Regions from separate parts of the Sus scrofa genome. Here region 1 is linked to region 2. Evidence: chromatin contacts called from public HiChIP or PLAC-seq data. All regions are on one chromosome and are shown on one strand. Each heading gives the region's core, a stretch centred on a gene start, on an enhancer-like site or on the middle of the called end of the contact. The rest is flanking DNA. Distances are from core to core; before and after follow the strand shown.

Region 1 (5,062 bases), core at 14-2,513, 270 kb after region 2:
TGGGATAGCTGTTCTTTCTCTGGGGGTTCCCCAAGTGGGACAGGTCCAGACCACCTGGGGAAACCTCATTTGGGCTTTCTGGGGCAGAAAGGCCCTTACAAGCGCCAAACATACACTTGTTTGGCGCCTGAACGAAACTCGGGCCATTTCGTGAAAAAGACACCTTATGGATCTTACGGGTATCTTCACAAAAGCGGGCAGGCCTGCCTCCTATTAATTCCAGCTGGATTAGTTTAGTCCGTGCAGGGGTGGGGAAGGTGGCCTGACAAGAGACCAAATGGTCCTTGAGATAAGAAGTTTCCGAAGCTCTGACCCACTCACTCAAGAAAGCTCTCGTCCCGGAGTACAACCTCACAGGCGTCTCTCCCCCTGCTGCTCCCCAAGACGGCTCCCCAGGACGCCACCAAGCCCCAAGGTAGCCCCCGCTCCTTGGTCCCAGCCTACAACAGATCCTTCCTCCTAAACCAGCCCAGAAAGGGCTGGGTGGGCGTGCCTGGAATCCGGGCCTAGCGCCCCCTCCTCCGCGATCAATCTCTTTCGCTTCTCCGGGGACGGGGGCTCTTCCTCCTCTCAGCGCTCCCTGCTCGGGGCCCACGCGGGCCCAGAGTGGTCCTGGGTCCCAGCCAGGCTACGACTCTTGCCGGCTATGTGACCTTGGGCAAGTCACTTCCCCCAGTAACCCTCAGTTTCCTCCTCCGCCCGGCGGAGCCCTAAAGAGGTCCTGCCCTGCCCACCCTAGGGGAGGGGGTTCCCCACTGGGTGAGAAAACGCTTTGTGAGCTGCTCGGCGCTGCGGGGACGCAGGGCTCCCGGGGGCTTCCGAGCAGTACAAACCTGACCCGGACAACGCTCCACCCTCACCGCGGGGCCGGGCGGCTGGACCACACGCCTCTGCCCCCCCGCCCCGGCCACCCCGGGACCAACCCACGCCCCTCCCCGCCTGGCCCTCTCCTGCACCCCGTACCTGTTCCCGGCGCTCGGCCGCAGGCGCCGCCACCCTGGGCGCCAGCCCGGAGAGGCCCGTGGCCCAGAGGGCTGAGGCGGCCGGCGGCGGCGGGCTCGGGCCGGGGCGGCGGCGGTGGGGGTCGCGGGCGGCGCGGGGGCCCGAGCTCCGCGGGGCCCGGCCTGGGAGACGACGACTGAGGCTGGAAGTGCGCGGCAGCCGCAGCTCCTGAGGCGGCGGCGGCGGCGACCGCGGCGGCGGCGCTTCCGCTCATGGCGGGGCCGCGGGCAGCGGCTCCGGCTACGACTCGACTCCGGCGCGGCGGGCGCTGGCTGGGCCCTGGCCGGCAGCGGCGGTGGCGGCGGCAGCGACGGAGGCGGCTCCCAGAGGGGGAGGAGGCGGAGCCGGGAAGCGGCGGCGGCGGCGGAGGGGGCGGGGACGCTGAGGGGGCGGGGACGCAGCGCCGCTGCCGCCAATGGGCAGACGGCTGCTCTGTTGGCCGCGGCTCCCGAGCTGGGCGGGCGGCGCCGTGGGGCATCTTCTGTAGCTGCTGCTGGTTGAGGCGGGGAGGCTGAGGGCCGCCCGCAGGGAGAGACCAGCTCCTGGGGCTGCTCCGCCCCCGGTCCGCCCCCGGGGCGCGGCCGCGGGCCTCCCGGGCCAGGCCTTGTGCGACCCAGGCCCAGCTGCGCCTGAGGCTGCACTGCCTCCGGCGCCAAGATTGGCGCCCGCGAATTTGCCGGCGGCTTGGCTCGGGTGGCTGCTGCCCGCCAGCGCGCCGGCCCACCGGCTCCCATTCCACGGGTTGTGCCGCCTCCTTCCTCCACCTCTCCCCATGCTAGAGCCACAGCTTCCTCTCCTCTCCCTCCCTTGGCTGTTTCCTCAAAGTTTTTCCTTTTCAGACATTTAGGATAGAAAGTCTCCCTTCCCTTCTTGGGTTATGTCTTAGTGATAAATCTAGCCCCACGGACCCAGAGAGAAAAGCAGAAGCAGAAACGAGAGATGGAGATGCTCTGCCTTCTCTGAGTCTAGTGATCCATTTTGAATTATGAACAGAAGCCAGCCAGGCTCAGCCCTGGCCCCTCGCCCCTTTCTCCGACTTTCTCTTCCTCTTTCTTGCTTTAAACGCCCTTGTTGCTAAAAGACTTACAGGAAACCATCCAACCCAGCTGGGCTCAGTCTCAAAAGAGGGAGAGGCTGTGAGGTGCGGAAAGGCTTTTGAGTTGTGCTGACAGTCTTTCTCTGAGAGAAGAATTCTGCAGATTCATGACCCCCTTGCACCCTCCTCTCCTTGGTTGTGCTGTTAGTTACTGAACCCGTTTTCCTTTTATGTTTCTCTGACTCTTATATCAAAGCCATAGAGGAGCAAAATAAACTCAATCATGTGCTGGGAGTGCCTCTAAGTACAGCCATGTGGGTGAGAGTGCAGCTAAACTGCTGAATAGATCATTTCCATAAAGTATTATCCTCAGCCTTTCCCCACATGCGGCCACCAACTGGGGACTGAGCACAGAGAGAGCCAGCTACAAGTAGAGGAGGCCCCATGAAAGAAGTGTGGATGAATCTTTGGCAACAGACATTTCAAATTCCATCTTGACACTTAACCAGGTGTGTGATTTTTTTATTTTCATTGACGTGTCATGACCAATGCTAGCCACTAGGGATTTAAGGATAAAGTCCAGTACCTGAAAATCTTTGCAATCTCCTTGGAGGCTAGTGAGATACATTTTTAGAAGTTAAGAACTTAAGAATGAGCAGGAGTTTACCAGGTGGAGGAGATGGTGGGAAAGTGGACTGGGAAGACGTTTAGATTATAATTGTCAGAGTTCCCCTTGTAGCTCAGCAGGTTAAGGACCCAACGTCGTCTCTGTGAGTCCTGGCCTCGTTCAGTAGGTTAAGGATCCCACGTTTCCTCAAGCTGCAGCATAGCCCACAGATGCAGCTTGGATATGGTATTTCTGTGGCTGTGGTGTCTGCCTCAGCTGTAGCTCCAATATGACTCGTAGCCCTTCTATACCCACAGTTATGGCTGTAAAAATATAAAGAAAATAAAAATTAAAAGATTCCTAGTTGACCAAGGGACCCAGTATTTCCTGACTCGCATCCCTGACTTTCTGGTCACCGAGGAGGCGGGTAATATCATATTACTAGCTGGGGCTTTTGTCCCCATGCCTACTGTAGAACACCCATAAACTACAGCATTCTTCTCTCTTTGGATAGGTCTTACAGCCTTGCATGAAATCAGGCCTGTTTCTACTCCAAAGCCCAAACTCCCATTTTAACTCTTACAGCTTCAGTCTGGTCAAATGTTTTGCCTACCATCCAGAGAAGAAAAGGAGCAGGCAAGCAGTTTAATCCATTAACCAAAGGAGCCCACTGAGGCTGCCTTGCAGCCTGGGAAGAAACAAAGGAGAGAACCAGGCCAACTCACCTTACCAGTTAAGGGATGCAAAAGAAAGAATGGATGACATCAGGCGTTCTGTGACCTTTGTCTCTGAAAATTTCCATCCTGCAAAAATGATGGAAGAGAGATGATCATGATGTATTTGGGAAACCAAAGTTTAAATAGGACTGGAGCACAACCTGGGTGGTGAGTTGAGAGAAGAGATCAGACTGGAGAGTTAAGAGGAGACCAGAGACCATGAAGAGACTTAAGTACCACACTGAGGCATTTGAACTTAACCGAAATATCTAGAGAGCTATAGAAGGGTTTAGTGAGAGTGACATAATCAGATTAGATTTTGGCAAGATTGGCTGGCTATTGTGTAGAAAATAAATTGGAAAGGAATAAGAAGAATGGTGATAAAAATCAGCTCAGGAGTTCCTGTCGTGGCCCAATGGTTAATGAAACTGACTGGGAACCATGAGGTTGTGGGTTCAATCCCTGGCCTTGCTCAGTGGGTTAAGGATCCGGTGTTGCCGTGAGCTGTGGTGTAGATCCCAGACACGGCTCGGATCCCATGTTGCTGTGGCTCTGGCGTAGGCTGTCAGCTACAGCTCCGATTAGACCCCTAGCCTGGGAAGTTCTGTATGCCGCGGGTGCGGCCCTAAAAAGACACACACACACACAAAATCAGCTCAAAAACTATCATATTAGACAAGGGATGAAAGTGACCCAAACTGAGGCAGCGATGGTAGGAACAGGGAGATACTAAATCACCAAGAATCACCAAGACATAGTTGTTGAGGAAAGTGAAAGAGAATCAAAGACAACAAAGATTTTTGGCTTGGGCGACTGGGTGATAGTGGCACCATTCCTAAAGATAGAGAATTCAGCCTGAGGAACAGAACTACAATCCTGGTTAAATCATTTCATTTCTATAACCCTCAATTTCCTCATCCACGTAAGGCAGAAGGACTAAGGGTGTTGTCTAGAGAGTCACCTCTTTCTGAGGTTGGCTCACAGAGTTTGCAAAGGAGAGGCAAGATAGCAGAATTGCCCATTTAGCTTTTTCTTCCCTTTTTTTTATTGTGGTAAAATATACATAATTTTATCATTTTAACCATTTTCAACTACACAATTTGGTAGCAGTAACTATGGGCTGAGTTTGGGCTGCCATAACAAAATACCACAGGCTGGTGGCTTAACAGAAATTTATTTTCTCACAGATCTGGAGGCTAGAAGTCCAACAAGGTCAGCTATCTCTTCCCAGCTTATAGATAGCTGATTTGTCCTTGTGTCCTTACAGGGTGGGGAGAGAAAGAGAGTGAACTCTCTGGTATCCCTTCTGATAAGGGCACTAATCTAATTCTGAAGACCCCACCCTCAGGAGCATAAAAACCTACAATCTTCCAAAGTCCCCATCTGCAAATATTATCACATTGGGAGTTCCCGTCGTGGCTCAGTGGTTAACGAATCTGACTAGGAACCATGAGGTTGCGGGTTCAATCCCTGGCCTCACTCAGTGGGTTGAAGATCCAGCATTGCCGTCAGCTGTGGTGTAGGTCGCAGATGCTGCTTGGATCCCGAGTTGCTGTGGCTGTGGTGCAGGCTGGCAGCTACAGCTCCGATTAGACCCCTAGCTTGGGAACCTCCATATGCCACGGGAGCAGCCCTATAAAAGGCAAAAAAGACAAAATATATATATTTTATCACATTGGGAGACATACGAATATGAACTGG
Region 2 (4,543 bases), core at 1,416-3,915:
CTCTCCTGGGCTATGCTGCCTGAGCTGCCCGAAGATTGTTCCAGAACAGGGTTCTGACCAAGTCCTTGGCTCCCCAAAGTCCTTCAAAGGCTCCTCCTCTGCAAATGTGGTTATGCTTCTCACCTGGGCACTAAGCCCTCCGTGATTTGATGCCAACGCGCTTTCTTCAGCTGTATCCATTTACTTTCCCGACCTTCCATCATCTGGCCAAATTACTTCTCAGAGCACAGCACCATCCCCGGACTTTCTCCCTCTTCATCGTCTCACTCAACACTTCTTTGAGATCCGTCTCAAATGCTACTCCATTCCATCAACACATATTTACTGAACACCTGCTACGTGCCAGGCATAATGCTAGATCCTGAGCATACAAAGATGAGCAAGGCAGACATGGCCCCTGCCCTCACCTCAAGGTCTACGTGGTGAGACAAGACACGGAGAAAGAACTTTCCTGTATGAAACTATTTCTATATACGCACATATGACCTGCCTCCCTTCCATGTTTTCAGTTCTTTGCTTGCTCTCTGCCCTCTCCACACCCCTACCCCATCACCATCTGCCCCTCTCTTACAGTAATTTGTATGCATTTCTCACTGCCCTGCTCCTGTATCAGATCCTTTTGGGGTTTAGAGGGTGGGAACTTTGAATTGGAGCTGTAGCCTCTGGCCTATGCCACAGCCACAGCAACACCAGATCCGAGCCACATCTGCGACCTACACCACAGCTCGCGGCAATGCTGGATCATTAACCCACAGAGCAAGGCCAGGGATCGAATTTGCATCCTCATGAATACTAGTCAGATTCGTTTCCACTGAGCCATGATGGGAACTCCTGCCTCCAGATCTACCTTTAATTATTCCTCTTCATAAGAACCTCAAACTAATTTACTCTCCCTCCTCCAAACATGCCAAGCTGTGAAACTCTGCACAACAGTAATAGCAGGCCACTACAAGTGACTCTTCTAAATCTTACCCATATTCCATAACTGAGCTCCAAGCTACATCCTCTGTGACATCATCATCCCTAAACACCTCAGATGATTTTCCCAATTTTGAGTGTTGGGAATTTTGCTAATTTTGGATGATGACAGGTGGTGCCTCCTCCTGGTGACTCTCAGGAAGCTTCTCCAGAGTGAGGCATCTGCCCTGGAGAGAATGCTGTCACTTAGCTGCTACTCTAGTGAGCAACCAAAAGTTATCTTCCTTGGACCCTCGCATGGGAGTCACTGTCCCTTATCCTCCTAACAGGAATAGGATAGGTTGTTTTAAGGAGAAGGTGAATGTGAAATTACTTCATGCATTGTTGCCAATTTGTTAGAATGAGCATTAAAACAAGGAGAGGAGGTAACTGAGTCAGTTGCAGGCCCTAAAGTTTTTAGTTTCTTATGTGTTTTTCTTCAAAACTTTCCTACACTCCATACTTGAAATGACTTTAAAAGTAAGTACATACTGTAAGAAAATAATTACCCTTTTGTGTCAACAAAGATACATGATTACTTTCAAAAACCGCTTTCTTCTCCTTTGTGGACTACCTCTGGAGGCAACTTTGACCTCTGGCTGGCTTTTAGGTTTGTCTCTGTTTTTGACTTTTTAGGGTGGTGGTGGAGAAGGTCCTTCTGTTAGCCAGTGCATAAGCAACCTTCCCCCTATGAGCATGAGTAACTGGAATCACTCTATTATCTTGTCTATGGTATAGACAAAATTAGCCATGTTACGAACATGCACCTGAGTTTAAAGAAATCCTGTCATGGCTCAGTGGTAAACGAACCCGACTAAGAACCATGAGGTTGAGGGTTCCATCCCTCGCCTTGCTCAGCGGGTTAAGGATCCAGCGCTGCTGTGAGCTGAGGTGTAGGTCGCAGACGAGGCTCGGATCCCACGTTGCTGTGGCTCTGGAGTAGGACGGTGGCTACAGCTCCAATTAGACCCCTAGCCTAGGAACCTCCATATGCCACAGGAGCAGCCTAGAAAAGGCAAAAAGACAAAAAATAAAATAAAATAATAAAATAAAAAATAAAAAAAGTAAAGTTCCTGCCTCCCTTAGGTGGGAAAGGAGTATGATACAAAAGATTGTGGCTAGAACCATTTGGAGTTGCTCAGGAGACCTGGGTTTCCTCTTGGCCACTGACTCCCCGTGAAAACCACGTCTTCTCACGCAGGGGCCTCAGTTTCCCTATGAACCAGATAATCCTTAAGGCATCTTTCAGTTCTAGAAATTCCTGCCTAGCTCTGAAAAGAGTACTGTATGCGAAAGGCTTTGTAAAAGGGGTTATATTCTCCGTTTTATAACAATACTATGGAGGAGAAAAGTCACAATGAATGGGAAGCGATTACATTTAAGTCAGGCAGCTCTAAAGGACAAAATAACCCCTGGGTGAATGGGTTAACAAACTTTTTTTTCTTTAGAAAGCCAGAACAGAGCCATAAAAGGACTCGGTTTTCTCAGTAATCCTGGAAGGAGGCAGTGCAGGACTCTTGTTCCCATTTTACAAATGCGGAAAATGAGATCCCAAAAGCCTAAGTGTCTAGACTCTTTTGCAATCGGCCAGCCATCACCGCCCTGACTTCGCCTCACTTCCCGGTTCAACACAGAGCGTCCCTTCTGAGGTGGCTGTCCTGGGTCAGTCCAGCCCCTAAGGCGGGTCAGGCAAGGCTGCCTTCAGACACACACCACTTCCGGCTCCCGGGGGCTGGAGGGGCTTAGCGCCTTCCACGCAGGTGCTTCCCGAGTCACGAGTTTTATTCGGGGGCCTTCCCCTCCTCCTGCTGATTGGTTAGCACTTGAACCATTTCTGTCCTCTGATTGGTTATTACCTTTTCGGCTCTCCAACACTGCCTATATCAACCGGATATGGGGGTAGGGTTTCCGCTTCCGTCTTCTCCCTCCTCCAGCTTGTCCTCCGGTCGCGTTGCCACCACAGCGGCCGCTGCCGGGCGCGGTTACGGCGGGTCGGTTGGTGTGTCTTTCAGCGTCGATTTCTGTGCAGTTGAACGCCTGCCATGGCTGATTTAGATCCGTTCGGCGCCCCCGCCGGCCCCTCGCTGGGGAACGGAGTGGCCGGCGAGGAGGACCCGGCCGCGGCCTTCTTGGCGCAGCAGGAGAGCGAGATTGCTGGCATCGAGAACGACGAGGCCTTCGCCATCCTGGACGGAGGCGCTCCTGGGCCCCAGCCGCACGGCGAGCCGCCGGGGGGTCCGGGTGAGTGCCGGCGCGTTCGGGGCGGGAGCGGTTGTCCGGAAACTCGGTCCGGAGTGCGTCTGAGAGCTCCGTGTAACTCTTGTTGTTGGCTAACCGGGAGGTTGAGGAGTCAAAGAGGAAACGAGACCCCAGTTCAGTCATGCAGAAACCTGGGCTCGAGAAGCCTAGTCTGTTCTGTGAGTGTGTGTGAACCCTCCTGGGTACAGGCGGAGCCAGAAAGCCAAGAAAAGAAGGTGACAGGCTGAGGAGCCTTAAGAAGCCTGTTCAATTCAGGAACTTTTCATTGAGCACTTGCTTTGACTTGAACCTGGCTTCTGAGGCACAGCCGCATTGGCGCAGTTGGCCAGAGTTAACAGACAAGGCTGAGCTTAACACAGACCAGTTAGCAGGAAGGAAGACGGAAAAAAAGATAAGAATAGTGGTATTGTTTTTGAGACACACAAACAAATTGCAGTGCAATTCAGCACTTAATGTACAGAATATTGGGTTCGAGGGAGGAAAGGAGGAGTGAGTAAGGAATGCAGGAAAGATGGTCTAGCTCTGGAGAGAGAAGAAGAGTTTTGCCATTTGTCGAACGTATTGCGGCTAGGACTTCCGAAGCTCAACTTCCTACGGGAACAGCTTTTGGTAGGAGTGCTGCCTAAACAGAACCTGAGATTAGCCTGGACCAGTCTTCCCAGAGGCGAGTAGAAAATGTGGCGTGGCCTCTCCCCACGCAAACTCCAGCAAAAAGGAGGGAAAGGGAGCACGTGGTAAGCTACCAGTTTGACCTCTGAATGCCTTACCGGTGTGCAGAGTTTAGGATTGTGGTGGTAGGAGGGAGGAAACGAGTGCAAGAGACCTTTTCAATCGTTTAAGGAAGTAGGAAATTCGGTAGAAGAAAGGAGACTTGGCTTTTCATTTGCTTAAAAAAACATTCCAATTAAGGGAGAATAGGGTGCTAGCGGGGCAGATGGGTGTGTTTATACTAAACCCAAACCTTCAGGGGGCCATGCAGGTGACATAAATGAGAGAAACCTGTTGGGAGTGAGATGATGAGGAATTTTGGAAACTGGGGCGTTGGTGCGCTCGATGAGCGGTCTTTGTAAAAGCAGTCAGACTAAGGAGTCTGTCTTCAGCCAGCCAGAACCTTTGGGGAAGTGGGTCTGGGGAGACTGCTAGGTTGCAGCCTGAATTTTTAAACTACACCATGCTGCCTCCAGAGCAAGTCAGTTCCCCCATATGAACTTACAGAACAGGTAATAGGCCAAAAAAGGTAATTTACAGCCGGCATGTTGGGCTGAACTCTAGGCTATGGTGGGAAAACGAAGTTGGCTTTCAGTGATTAGGGTTTCTTAGTTGCTAT

Evidence for each region. HiChIP or PLAC-seq counts read pairs in DNA pulled down with a chosen protein or histone mark.
Region 1: an H3K27ac HiChIP or PLAC-seq map of alveolar macrophages shows a contact between it and region 2. The contact joins the promoter of RNF38 here to the promoter of CLTA in region 2. A contact is called at or near these places in 1 of 5 promoter capture datasets (liver) and 1 of 2 datasets of contacts at active chromatin or transcription factors (alveolar macrophages).

What each region holds. Positions count from the first base shown.
Region 1 is chr1:237,239,048-237,244,109 of Sscrofa11.1, forward strand. It overlaps RNF38 (E3 ubiquitin-protein ligase RNF38), which reads right to left and starts at 1,264. Exons shown (of 13, transcript XM_013993658.2): 1 at 964-1,264. The coding sequence starts at 1,216.
Region 2 is chr1:236,968,652-236,973,194 of Sscrofa11.1, forward strand. CLTA (clathrin light chain A) reads left to right here and starts at 2,666. Exons shown (of 5, transcript XM_021066021.1): 1 at 2,666-3,198. The coding sequence starts at 3,000.